Linked DNA regions of Mus musculus: region 2 is linked to region 1. A link is a contact called in public HiChIP or PLAC-seq data. All regions are on one chromosome and are shown on one strand. The core of a region is the stretch at or near the end of the contact, and the rest is flanking DNA. Distances in the headings are between cores, read along the strand shown.

The links. HiChIP or PLAC-seq counts read pairs in DNA pulled down with a chosen protein or histone mark.
Region 2: a contact with region 1 is called in a FOXA1 HiChIP or PLAC-seq map of pancreatic cancer cells. The contact joins two enhancer-like sites. A contact is called at or near these places in 2 of 15 datasets of contacts at CTCF or cohesin (the NIH/3T3 cell line and large pre-B cells), 13 of 484 Hi-C or Micro-C datasets (the AML12 cell line, the C2C12 cell line, bone marrow-derived macrophages and 5 more) and 16 of 115 datasets of contacts at active chromatin or transcription factors (bone marrow-derived macrophages, cardiomyocytes, embryonic stem cells and 5 more).

What each region holds. Positions count from the first base shown.
Region 1 is chr5:64,565,872-64,571,294 of GRCm38.p6, forward strand. No RefSeq gene overlaps it. Among named protein-coding and RNA genes, the nearest start is that of Gm31423, 37 kb to the left of the region's middle. Within about 2 kb of position 2,175, at least 21 of the 459 cell types and tissues checked have an H3K27ac peak or open chromatin away from gene starts, as enhancers often do. A contact at or near this core is called in pancreatic cancer cells, where this site is marked.
Region 2 is chr5:64,858,792-64,864,214 of GRCm38.p6, forward strand. No RefSeq gene overlaps it. Among named protein-coding and RNA genes, the nearest start is that of Gm31889, 18 kb to the right of the region's middle. Within about 2 kb of position 3,235, at least 182 of the 459 cell types and tissues checked have an H3K27ac peak or open chromatin away from gene starts, as enhancers often do. A contact at or near this core is called in pancreatic cancer cells, where this site is marked.

The DNA.
Region 1 (5,423 bases), core at 925-3,424:
GTGTCCCAGGCTGGTTTAGAACTTGCTGGGTAACTAAGGAGGATGGCTTTGAAGCCCTGATCCTGCTGTCTCCACCTCTAGTGCCTGGGCTTCCATGTGTATACACAGCACTGGTTTTTATGCAGTACTTATGAGGGAACCCAGGGCTTCGTGTACACTAGGCAAACAGTTTACACACTGAGCCACATCTGTCAATTCCATTCATATCATTTTAAAGAACAGTTCTGACTGCCCGCTGCCACTTGCATGTTTTAAAATTTTTAAGGAGCTGTGGCGACTCAAGGGTTGGTCTTGGGGAGACATAGTAATTAAAGCATAAGAATAGTTCACAGAATTTCACATGGAAAAATGTCTCCGATGTGGTCATTATGACATGGGTTTGGATATGCCACCTCATTCCATGAGACAGAGTTGGGAGGAAATGACTTAGTCATTGGGGAGGCAGAACCGAATTCCAAGAAAACATAAAACACATGTTTAGGGGAACACCTTTGAAGAAGCCACATTTACCTCGGGCCAAACATCGTGTCCACAATGGGGGGTTATTCACTTCCACTTGAGAGGAGACAGGCAAAATGACTACTTTCAGTCAATGAGGTTCAGATTTTTACATTTTCCTAAGCTTTTGGCTTTCCTGACTATCCTGGCCAAAACAAAACAAACACTTTAAGGAGAGAGGCTTCTGATTGTTTATTATGACGAACCAGACATTAAGGTGCCTCTATGATCCTTGTCCCCTGGAATGCACGCTGCTGCAAAGTCCCCTCCCCTTGCGTGTAGTGAGGCCCTGTGAGTTGCTTTAGAACATGGGAAACATCTGGAATTTCACTCCGTTATGATTCCATGACGTTATGCAAGACGCAGTCTAGAGTCTCTGTCTCTCTAATCACTCTGAGAACTCAGACTTCTACCAGACCTACGTTGAAATGAGACAGAAAACGACAATGTACTGGGTGTTGTCACCGAGTGCCAGATGAGACTCAGCCATGGGTGATAACTTCTTTGCAGCCTCAGAGGACCTGGCTGCAAACAGCACTGAACACTACATACACTCCCCTCAGCCAACCTGTTGTTTTGACCCTGTATTCTTACACTGGGTTCATCTCTCTCTGAAAGTCTGAGAACTATTGGTCTTGGTTGTTTTCACCATCCTTGTGTATCATGGCACAAACTCAAGGACACTCTTGCCAGGCCACACCATCAGAGAAAAGCCACACATGGCCAACAGTGGTTTCTCCTTCACCACAAATGGAGACAGCCTAAGACACTCAGCGGGAGATGATTGTCAAACCCTTCCTCAGAATGCAACGCTTGGCTCAAAACATCTATCTGATTGCTGATGGTCCTGTATATGGAGGCCTTGGGGGGTGTGGGGCGAGGGGGTGAGCATGGTTATAATAGGATGTAAGCTCTAAATACATGCATACTATTTGACCTAAAATTCCTTTTCTAGAGGCTTATTCAAGAATATAGCTAGATAAGTGTCCCAAAATGGAGCCCGGGTTTGTGTTCCAGCAACGTTCCTGAGAACAAGAAAGCAGAAACCAGGTTGACTAGATCAGAATTACCAGAGGTTAAATAATGTGGAACCCTCCTAAACAGTCTGTGGATTTATAGTTTTTGGTCACAGAATAGTGTGTGCAAAAGTAAAAAGCTAGCATACAAGAAAATATGTAAGGTCTTCATATCCAATGTATGTGTGTTTGCTTACATGTGTGTCTAAAATGTAAGTACACAGTCTTTTAAATGTGAATAAAACTGGATGTGCAACTGTTAGTATCTGAGTCACTGTCTCATGTCTTACATGTGGTGTGTTTATTTTCTAGCTATAGCTTCTATACTTCTAGAACATTCGCATGTAAATTTTGAAGTTTTGTCCGTTTATGTCGTTGTTATTTCTAAGTGGCAGTGCCCATCTCTAACTTCTGACCTCCAGGTAGGCTGGGTGTTCTGAATGGACCAGGGAGACCTGTGTTTGTTCCTGGCTGGTGCTGAGAACACCATCCTGGCAAAGAAACTCTACCTCCTCCCACTTCTGTCCCTCAGAGAGTTGGCCACACGACTGGGGCACCAGCTGCCACTCTTTTTCTGCCCATGCTCACACCACTGACTCATACCTCAGCAACCACGCTAGTTTCAAAAGATAAGTTTTTACCACAGCGGTGTGTTCATATCAGTCACCAAATGCTATACAGACGGTTCAACCTGCGTCACCCAACCATAGCTCTGTGCTGGATGCTAATGGCACAGATAACTTTGTATGTTTAGGCAGCCAAAGAGTAGAAGGCAAGAAAAATACAAACAGAGATCATGACTATAGCCTATTTAAAAAAAAAAGTCAATATAGCATTTGTTGTGGGTTTTAAGTATCCATTTAGGAAATAAAATTGGGCTGTTTCATTTGCCTTTTTCCTTCTTCCTTTAGAGTTTTCCTAGAAGCCCTTTAAGAGGAAAGATGTAGATGGTTTGGGAGAGAAGGGTTGGTGTCCACCCTTCAACACTTGTTTCCAAGTTTTCAATGCTTGTTCTCCAGCTGGTGGCACTATCTGGGGAATCTGGGGCAACTTGGGAAGTTGTCAGTGGCTGGTGGAAGCAGCAGAGGTGGACTTTTGAAGATTGTGGTTGGCCCTTGGTTCTAGTCACTCTCTGCTCCCTGTCTACCACGATGTGAACAGCAGCCACATCTGCCACCGCCCCAACGGAGATGTTCTGGAATCATGAGCCAAAGTAAATCATTTCTTCCTTTGGTGCTTTCTTTCTTTCTTTCTTTCTTTCTTTCTTTCTTTCTTTCTTTCTTTCTTTCTTTCTTTCTTTCTTTCTTATTTCTTCCTTCCTCCCTCCCTCCCTCCCTTCCTTCCTTTCTTTCTTTTTTTAATTTATTTACATTTCAAGTGTTATCTCCTTACCCAGTCCCCCACCCCATCCCCAGAAACCTCCTATCCAACCCCCCTTCCCCCTGCTTCTATGAGAGTGTTCCTCCACCCACCCACCCACTCCCACCTCCCTGCCATTGATTCCCCTACACTGGGACATCTATCGAGCCCTTACAGGACCAAGGCCCTCTCTTCCCACCGATGCCTGAGAAAGCCATCCTCTGCTACATATGCAGCTGGAGCCATGTGTACTTCTTGGTTGGTGGCTTAGTCTCTGAGAGCTCTGCATGTCTGGTTGGTTGGTATTATTGTTCTTCATATGGAGTTGCAAACCCTTTCAGCTCCTTTCAGTCCTTTTTCTAACTCCTCCATTAGGGATCCCGAGCTCAGTGCAATGGTTGACTGCAAGCATACAGCTCTGTATTTGTAAGGCTCTGGCAGGGCCTCTCAGGAGACAGCTATATTGGGCTCCTTTCAGCAAGCATTTCTTAACATCCACAATAGTGTCTGTGTTTGGTGACTGTATCTGGGATGAATCCCCAGGTGGGACAGTCTCTGGATGGCCTTTCCTTCAGTCTCTGCTCTGCACTCCTTTGGTGGTTTCTGTCTGGGGTTCTGTCATGGTGATGCAGACATAACTAATACAGTTAGGATGAAAAATAGTTGCTCAGCAGAAAGCTGAGAATTTTCACAGATGGAAGGCATCCTACCAGCCAGCTTCTCATCCATGTGGTGGGAATGCAGGACAAGAGAGGATTTCTTCCCCTAAATAACAGGAGGCAGTTTACCCCAGCTGAGGCTACTCTACTTGGGAGCCATGGTTTGATGAACAAGATAGATGATGTAAGACTCCTGGGTCAGAGATTCAAGACAGTTGGTTCCTTACAGCAACAGCAGTGGCCATCTCAGTAGCACCTGACAGCTCCCTGCCTTGGCTGCTTTTCTCATCACCATGACAACACACCTGGGAGACTAACTTAAGAGAGGAAAGAGCACATTCTGGCTCACAGTTTCAGAAACATCTTTCTTTCATGACAGGAAGGTCATGGTGGGACAGAGCTATTTGCACTGTGGTGGCTTAGAAGCAAAAAGAAAGGAATGGACCAGAACATGGCATAGACCCCAAGGATTCACACCTGGTGACATAATTCCTCTCCCTGAGCCTCATCTCTAACACTGTACCATGTGTGCGTGTGCATGTGCGTGTATGTGTGCGTGTGTGTGTGTGTGACCTGTGTGTAGTTCTTCATGTTTGGGAAGTCAGAAGAGGGTGTTAGCTCCCCTTGGAACTAGAGTTACTGGTAGCTGTAAGCCTCCTGACCTGGGTGCTGGGAATTGAACTCAGGTTCTCTGGAAGAGCAGCAACCATTCTTAACTGTAGAGCCATCTCTTTTGTCCAGTCTTGCATCATCTTTATATACTGCCATCACACTATAAATCAAGGCGTTAGTACATTCATTAGATCAGGAAACACCCCGAATCACAATCTAATCATCTCTGGAAGCACCGTGACAGGCACATATGTGCTTTGACAATCCCCTAGGTGTGTCTATGTCTAATCAAGTGAACAATTAAGATTAAACATCTCTCTCTCTTTCCCTCTGCTTCCCATATAGACAAGGTAAGGATAAGAGTAACCCTTTACCCACTGGGAATTGTGACAGAAGCAGAACCTAACCCTAGAAGCTGGAGTATTTCACAGGAACAGGAAAATTCTGACCTCTGTTTTACAGTGAAAGTCTATGTTTGGCTCCCAGTCTGCTCACAAAGATCCTAGAGCAGTGGTTCTCCACCTGTCTAATAGTGCAACCCTTTAATACAGTTCCTCTTGATGTACAACCCCAAGCGTAAAATTATTTTCATTGCTACTTCATAACTGTAATTTTGCTACTGTTATGAATCATAATATAAACACTCGTGTTTTCTGATGTCTTATGCAAACCCTTTGAAAGGGTCTTTTGATGCCAAAGAGGTATCCATTTACCAGTTGAGAACCTCTGTTCAAGAGAAAGCTGGTCAGCATCCCTTTGCACAAGATACACAGAAACTGGAGACCCAGAGAGGACCAGCTTCCACACACCCTTTGCCAATACATATGGCTGCTCAGAGTCCACAATTCAGAATAAAGGAAGTAGTGGGAGACATTCTTTTGTGTTCTATTCTATTTTAGATTATAAAGCAGCTTAGGCCTATCTTTGATTTTCCTGTACCTTCTCATGGCTTCCTCAACTGTAGTGGTTTGAATAGTTATGGCCTCCATAGACTCATGTGTTTGAATGCTTGGCCCACAGGGAATGGCACTGTTAGAAGTCATGGCATTGTTGGAGTAGGTGTGACTTTGTTGGAGTGGTTGTGGCTTTGTTAGAGGAAGTGTGTCACTGTGGGGGTTGGCTTGGAGTTCTCCTATGCTCAAGCTATGCCCCATGTGGTACACAGTCTCCTTTTTCTGCCTTAGGATCAAGATGTAGAACCCTCTTTCTCCAGCACCACATCTACCTGGATGCTGCCACGCTTCCTGCTATAATGATCATGGACTGAACCTCTGAAACT
Region 2 (5,423 bases), core at 1,985-4,484, 290 kb after region 1:
TGGTCTCTACTCCTTTCCCAGCATGGCGGCTCTCCTTCCTGTTCCTTCCTCAGTCCCTTGCCCAGGAATCCTAAAATCCTGTCACTGTCTCCTTGCCCAGTCAACGGCCACCGGCAACTTTATTTACCAATCAAAACCAACTGGGGTCAGGGTCCTTCAGTGTCTTACATGCAGACATGAGGATTCTTGTGTAATTTGGGAGACCAATTAACACAATACATGTAGCTTTAGACTAAATCCACAACAGGGTAGTCCTTACTTACACCAAAGTTGCACATTTGAGGTGCCACATTCTCCTATCCTTTGCCTTTCCATATTCTTGATATTGCCAAAACATCCCCATTTTTTGCTGGAAAAGGATATTGTAGTGAACGTGTTTAGTGGAAAGTCCAGCATCCTTCTAATTCATAGCTTCTTACACTGTAGTGTGATCCCACTTGGAGAGGTGTGACTGAATGTAGGGATGGGAATAAAAGGCTTTTGGATGTTCAAGGACCAAAAACTTAACAGAAAAATCGAACACACAGAGAACCTGACCTGTTTCTGATTCCCCTTGCTTTTGTTGTCATCTGACCTCACAGCCTCGGCTCTGAACATACACTGTGTATGCTGTGTACTGCCAATACAGTGTAGCCACACATGGCAGTGAGCAGTCACTGAAACAGCTTGGCTCAGAGTGGAGACTACTGTATGTTATCCATATCAGGAACTGCACTATTTTAATTGTGTGTATGAAGATTTCTGTTCTTATGGAAACATAAAAGCTTAATTACAGAAAGCAAAGACTTTTAAAATATATTTGCACTATCGTTCCTCAGTAAGTATCAAGTTAGTGCATTTTTAGATTATATTAGAATGTTTGACTTTAATTTTAAAATAATATATATATTATTGGGTCTGTCATGGTGGCACTTGCCTTAGATCCCAGGACTTGAGAGACAGAAGCAGGAGGATTCCTGTGAGTTTAAGGCCAGCCTGGGTGGTTTGAATGAAAATAGCCTACCATGAGCTCATAGGGATAGCACTATTAGGAGATATGGCCTTGTTGGAGGAAATATTTCACTGGTGGTTGGCTTTAAGGTTTCAAATGCTCAAGCCAGGCCCAGTCTCTCTCTCTCTCTCTCTCTCTCTCTCTCTCTCTCTCTCTCTCTCTCTCTCTCTCTTTCTCTCTCTCTCTCTGTGTGTGTGTGTGTGTGTCTGTCTGTCTCTGTCTCTGTCTCTGTCTCTCCCTGTCTCTCTGTCTCTCTCTCTCTTCCTGCTGTCTGTCAATCCAAATGCTGAACTTTCAACTATTCCCCTTGGACTGCTATGCCCTCCACCATGACAATAATAGACTAGATCTCTGAACTGTAGGCCAACCCCAATGACTTGTTTTCCTTTGTAACAGTTACCAAGGTCATGTCATCACTTTACAGCAATAGAAACACTAAGATACCTACTTAGTGAGTTTCAGGTCATCAGGGGGCTACACAGTGAGTCCCTGTCTAGAATAGACTAACAGGACCGCACATTGGGATGGGGGAGGAATGGGATGTGTGGTGGTAGGTGAGTATGCATGTGCCGCTAGCATATTCTGGGTCAGAGAACAACTTGCAGGCACCAGCTTTCTCCTTCTACCTTGTGAATCCAGAGAATCTTACTCAGGCAGTCAGACACTGAGCCGTCTCACTGGCCCAAAGTATTTGATTTTTAAAATTGTCATTTGAGTCGCTGGCTTGGGTTCTATTTAAAAATCACTAAGTGAATTTTGACTCGGAGTTAGGAAAGATGTTTCCAACAGTTTCTAAGATGATCCTAAACATACGTATTCCATTTTTATAGTATATATGCATGCAAAGGGGGGGGGCGGAATTCTTGGCATTAATGGCTATAAATCAAAATATCAACCGATTTAAAAAATGTCAAAGATAGTTTATGTTTTGCAGCATCAAATATTCAGCCAAGATTTAATTATTTATGTAAAAATAAGTAAGTGCATGCATCTTGCTGATGGAAAGGATTACACTCATCTTTAACAAGTGGCAAAATGACACACAGACCAAATAATTGCTTTAAAATACATTTCTTTATGATTAATTTTCTGTCCATGTTTAGATTGTATCCTTATTTTATATATTTGTATATCCAGGGCTGCATAAAATTTTCTCCAGCTAAAAGAGGTAACCAGTGGGGAAAGCTGAAGAAGTCCTTCACTTACTGCTAGCCACGTGGGGGAGGGGTGCATGCACAGAGGAGGGTTGGTGTTTCTTGCAGATAGCAAGAAAGTGAAAGTTTAAGCTGAGCTTGCCCTCAGCTTGCTGCCAAGTTCACCCACCAGGTTAAGCCGCCTCCTTTCTCCCTAGCTACCAAAGTTCCAAGAGAGGAACAGGGCAGTCACGGATGACACGGCCTGGGAGAGAGTCGCAGCAGTGAGAACTCAAGGAAGCAAGGGCAAGGAGGATTCTTGTGGTCCCAAGTACTTTTAAAATCTTGTGTAAAGATATTACATTCATGTGCAATTGTGTCTTAAAACAACAGCAGCAGCAACAACAACACACACATAGCAGCAACACACACACATACACCACACACACATAACAATAACACACACACAACCAAACAAGAAAGAAATACATGAAAGTGAAAGAGGAGATTTCTACTTCTGTGTAGGATGCAGACCAGAGTTTCTGCCAAGAGAAACTGGAAAAACCAGGTTCGATTGAGAGAGAGAGAAAAAAAACCAGCTTTCAAAATCACCGCTGAGCTGGAGGAAGCAGTAAGTATAGGGAGGGGCTGAGGAGCCAGTGGCTAACTGGCTACCACTTTGCTTCTGGGGCCAGCAGATCCACGGATGGGGTGGGAGCCACAAAGCAGCTCTGTCCCTAGAGGCAATGTCACAGCTGTCCCGTGGCGCACAGGACTGTTGAAAACTAAATAGCAACATACTTGTGTTTTCGTCTGTCTCTCCCTGTAAGTTAGAAATCTAACATGTGGCAGGGTCTGTCTGTCTCCTCGTTGCTATATTCCAGCCCTGCACTTGGCACACAGTACCCATTTAGGAATAGCTGTCCGATCGAATCAAACTGAAGCTAATTGAAACAGTGGATGCTTTCTGGCTGTGGATTCCTAAAGCGTTTCTTCATGCTTCAGCTCCGTTTGGACTTTGCCCTCTGGTTCTCCCTGTAATACCTGGAAGCAGGGTGGGGTGGGGGTGGAGCAAGCTCTAGTTCAAACTCCTACTCCCAGGCCCAAGCCTTCGTCCGGAAGTCTCTCTCTAACCACAAGAGTCCGAGGTCCTCACAGAGCTTCTCAGACTGTTCTGGGAACTGGCGGGGCATCCAGTTTGTTTCCTTCAAACCATTGCGCAATCTTGCCAAGGTCTGGAAGGTCCCTCAAGTCCGACACCTGCTTCTCCTACACCTACAACAAGACCCTAAAGCCAGGCTAGCCCACCTTCAATCCCATCACCAGGCCTCTGGGTCACTCTCCACACTCTTATTGTTCCGGGAACATCCATCCCACACTGGAGGTCCCTGTAAGACCTCACTTGCAGGACGCACCAAGAACTGTGCTTTTCTGTATTTTATATCTTCTCCAGATAGAGAAATCCCCAAAACGAAAGCCCTCAAAGCTGGGATTCACTCCCAGCCTTGTTGCTGTTACAGTCGTAGACCATCTGTTTTCTCATGCAACCGACTCGGTCTTTTTTGGCTTGAATCCAAAGTAGCAACTTGGAGCACCCCCAGACAGCGCTCAGACAGTCAGGCCCGGGAAGACAGATTTGTGTGATCAACATTTACATAGGGCTTAAAACCTTTGGGTGACAATGGCTGTGGGTGTGGGTGAACATGGAGCCCTAAAAAGTTGACATGGGAACTTCACACGGTCTTGCAGTGTTTCTCTAACCCCAGAAAGTCTGGGGTGCCAAGTACCCCAGGGATTGCGCTGCCTCCAGAACCACACAATAGAGTTGATTTTTTTTTTTGTTTTGTTTTTTAATTGTAAATGATCTTAGAATGCTTGAAGTAACTAAGATTTTGAGCTGGGCTGCATTCATACATATGACCCGCATATCCTGGGTACATGTGGGTCATGGGCTTGAAGTTTGGACACGTCTGAGCCATACCTGGGGAGGGTGAATGGCTTGGTCTCTACAGAAGCTTCCCTGTTCCAGACCTGTCCTAAGCCGGTGGCCCTTTTATTTATTTATTTTTCCAATTTTTTTATTAGGTATTTACTTCATTTACATTTCAAATGCTATCCCGAAAGAAGACTGGCTTCTAGGCAGCTAGGATGAAGGTCTTTTTTTTTTTTTTTAATTTTTATTAGGTATTTTCTTCATTTACCTTTCCAGTGCTATCCCAAAAGTCCCCCATACCCTCCCCCCACACACACCCACTCACTCCCACTTCTTGGCCCTGGCGTTCCCCTGTACTGGGGCATATAAAGTTTGCAAGACCAAGGAGCCTCTCTTCCAATGATGGCAGACTAGACTATCTTCTGATACATATGCAGCTAGAGACATGAGATCTAGGGGTCCTAGTTAGTTCATATTGTTGTTCCACCTATAGGGTTGCAGACCCCTTCAGCTCCTTGGGTACTTTTTCTAGCTCCTCCATTGGGGGCCCTGTGTTCCATCCAATAGCTGACTGTGAGCATCCACTTCTGTGTTTGCTAGGCCCCGGCATAGCCTCACAAGAGACAGCTATATCAGGGTCCTTTCAGCAAAATCTTGCTGGCGTATGCAATAATGTTTGCGTTTGGTGGCTGATTATGGGGTGGACCCCCGGGTGGGGCAGTCTCTGGATGGTCCATCCTTTCATCTCAGCTCCAAACTTTGTCTCTATAACTCCTTCCATGGGGGTTTTGTTTCCAATTCTAAAAAGGGGGGAAGTGTCCACACTTTGGTCTTCCTTCTTCTTGAGTTTCATGTGTTTTGTAAATTGTATCTTCTTGGGTATTCTAAGTTTCTGGGCTAATATCCACTTATCAGTGAGTGTATACCATGTGAGTTCTTTTGTGATTGGGTTACCTCACTCAGGATGATGCCCTCCAGATCCATCCATTTGGCTAGGAATTTCATAAATTCATTGTTTTTAATAGCTGAGTAATACTCCATTGTGTAAATGTAGCACATTTTCTATATCCATTCCTCTGTTGAGGGGCATCTGGGTTCTTTCCAGCTTCTGGCTATTATAAATAAGGCTGCTATAAACATAGTGGAGCATGTGTTCTTATTACCAGTTGGAACATCATCTGGATATATGGCCGGTGGTCTTTACAATAAAACTATGGAGTGGATTTCTGTCTCTCCCTTGGATCTTATTCCGGGTGGATATCTCATCCAGTGAGTTAGTTAGAGGATAGAGAGTGGCTTCCTGGCTCCCAGGTCAGACTCATCTCTCCCCAAAACCCTACCAGAGCTTCTACAGTCTCCAAAATAA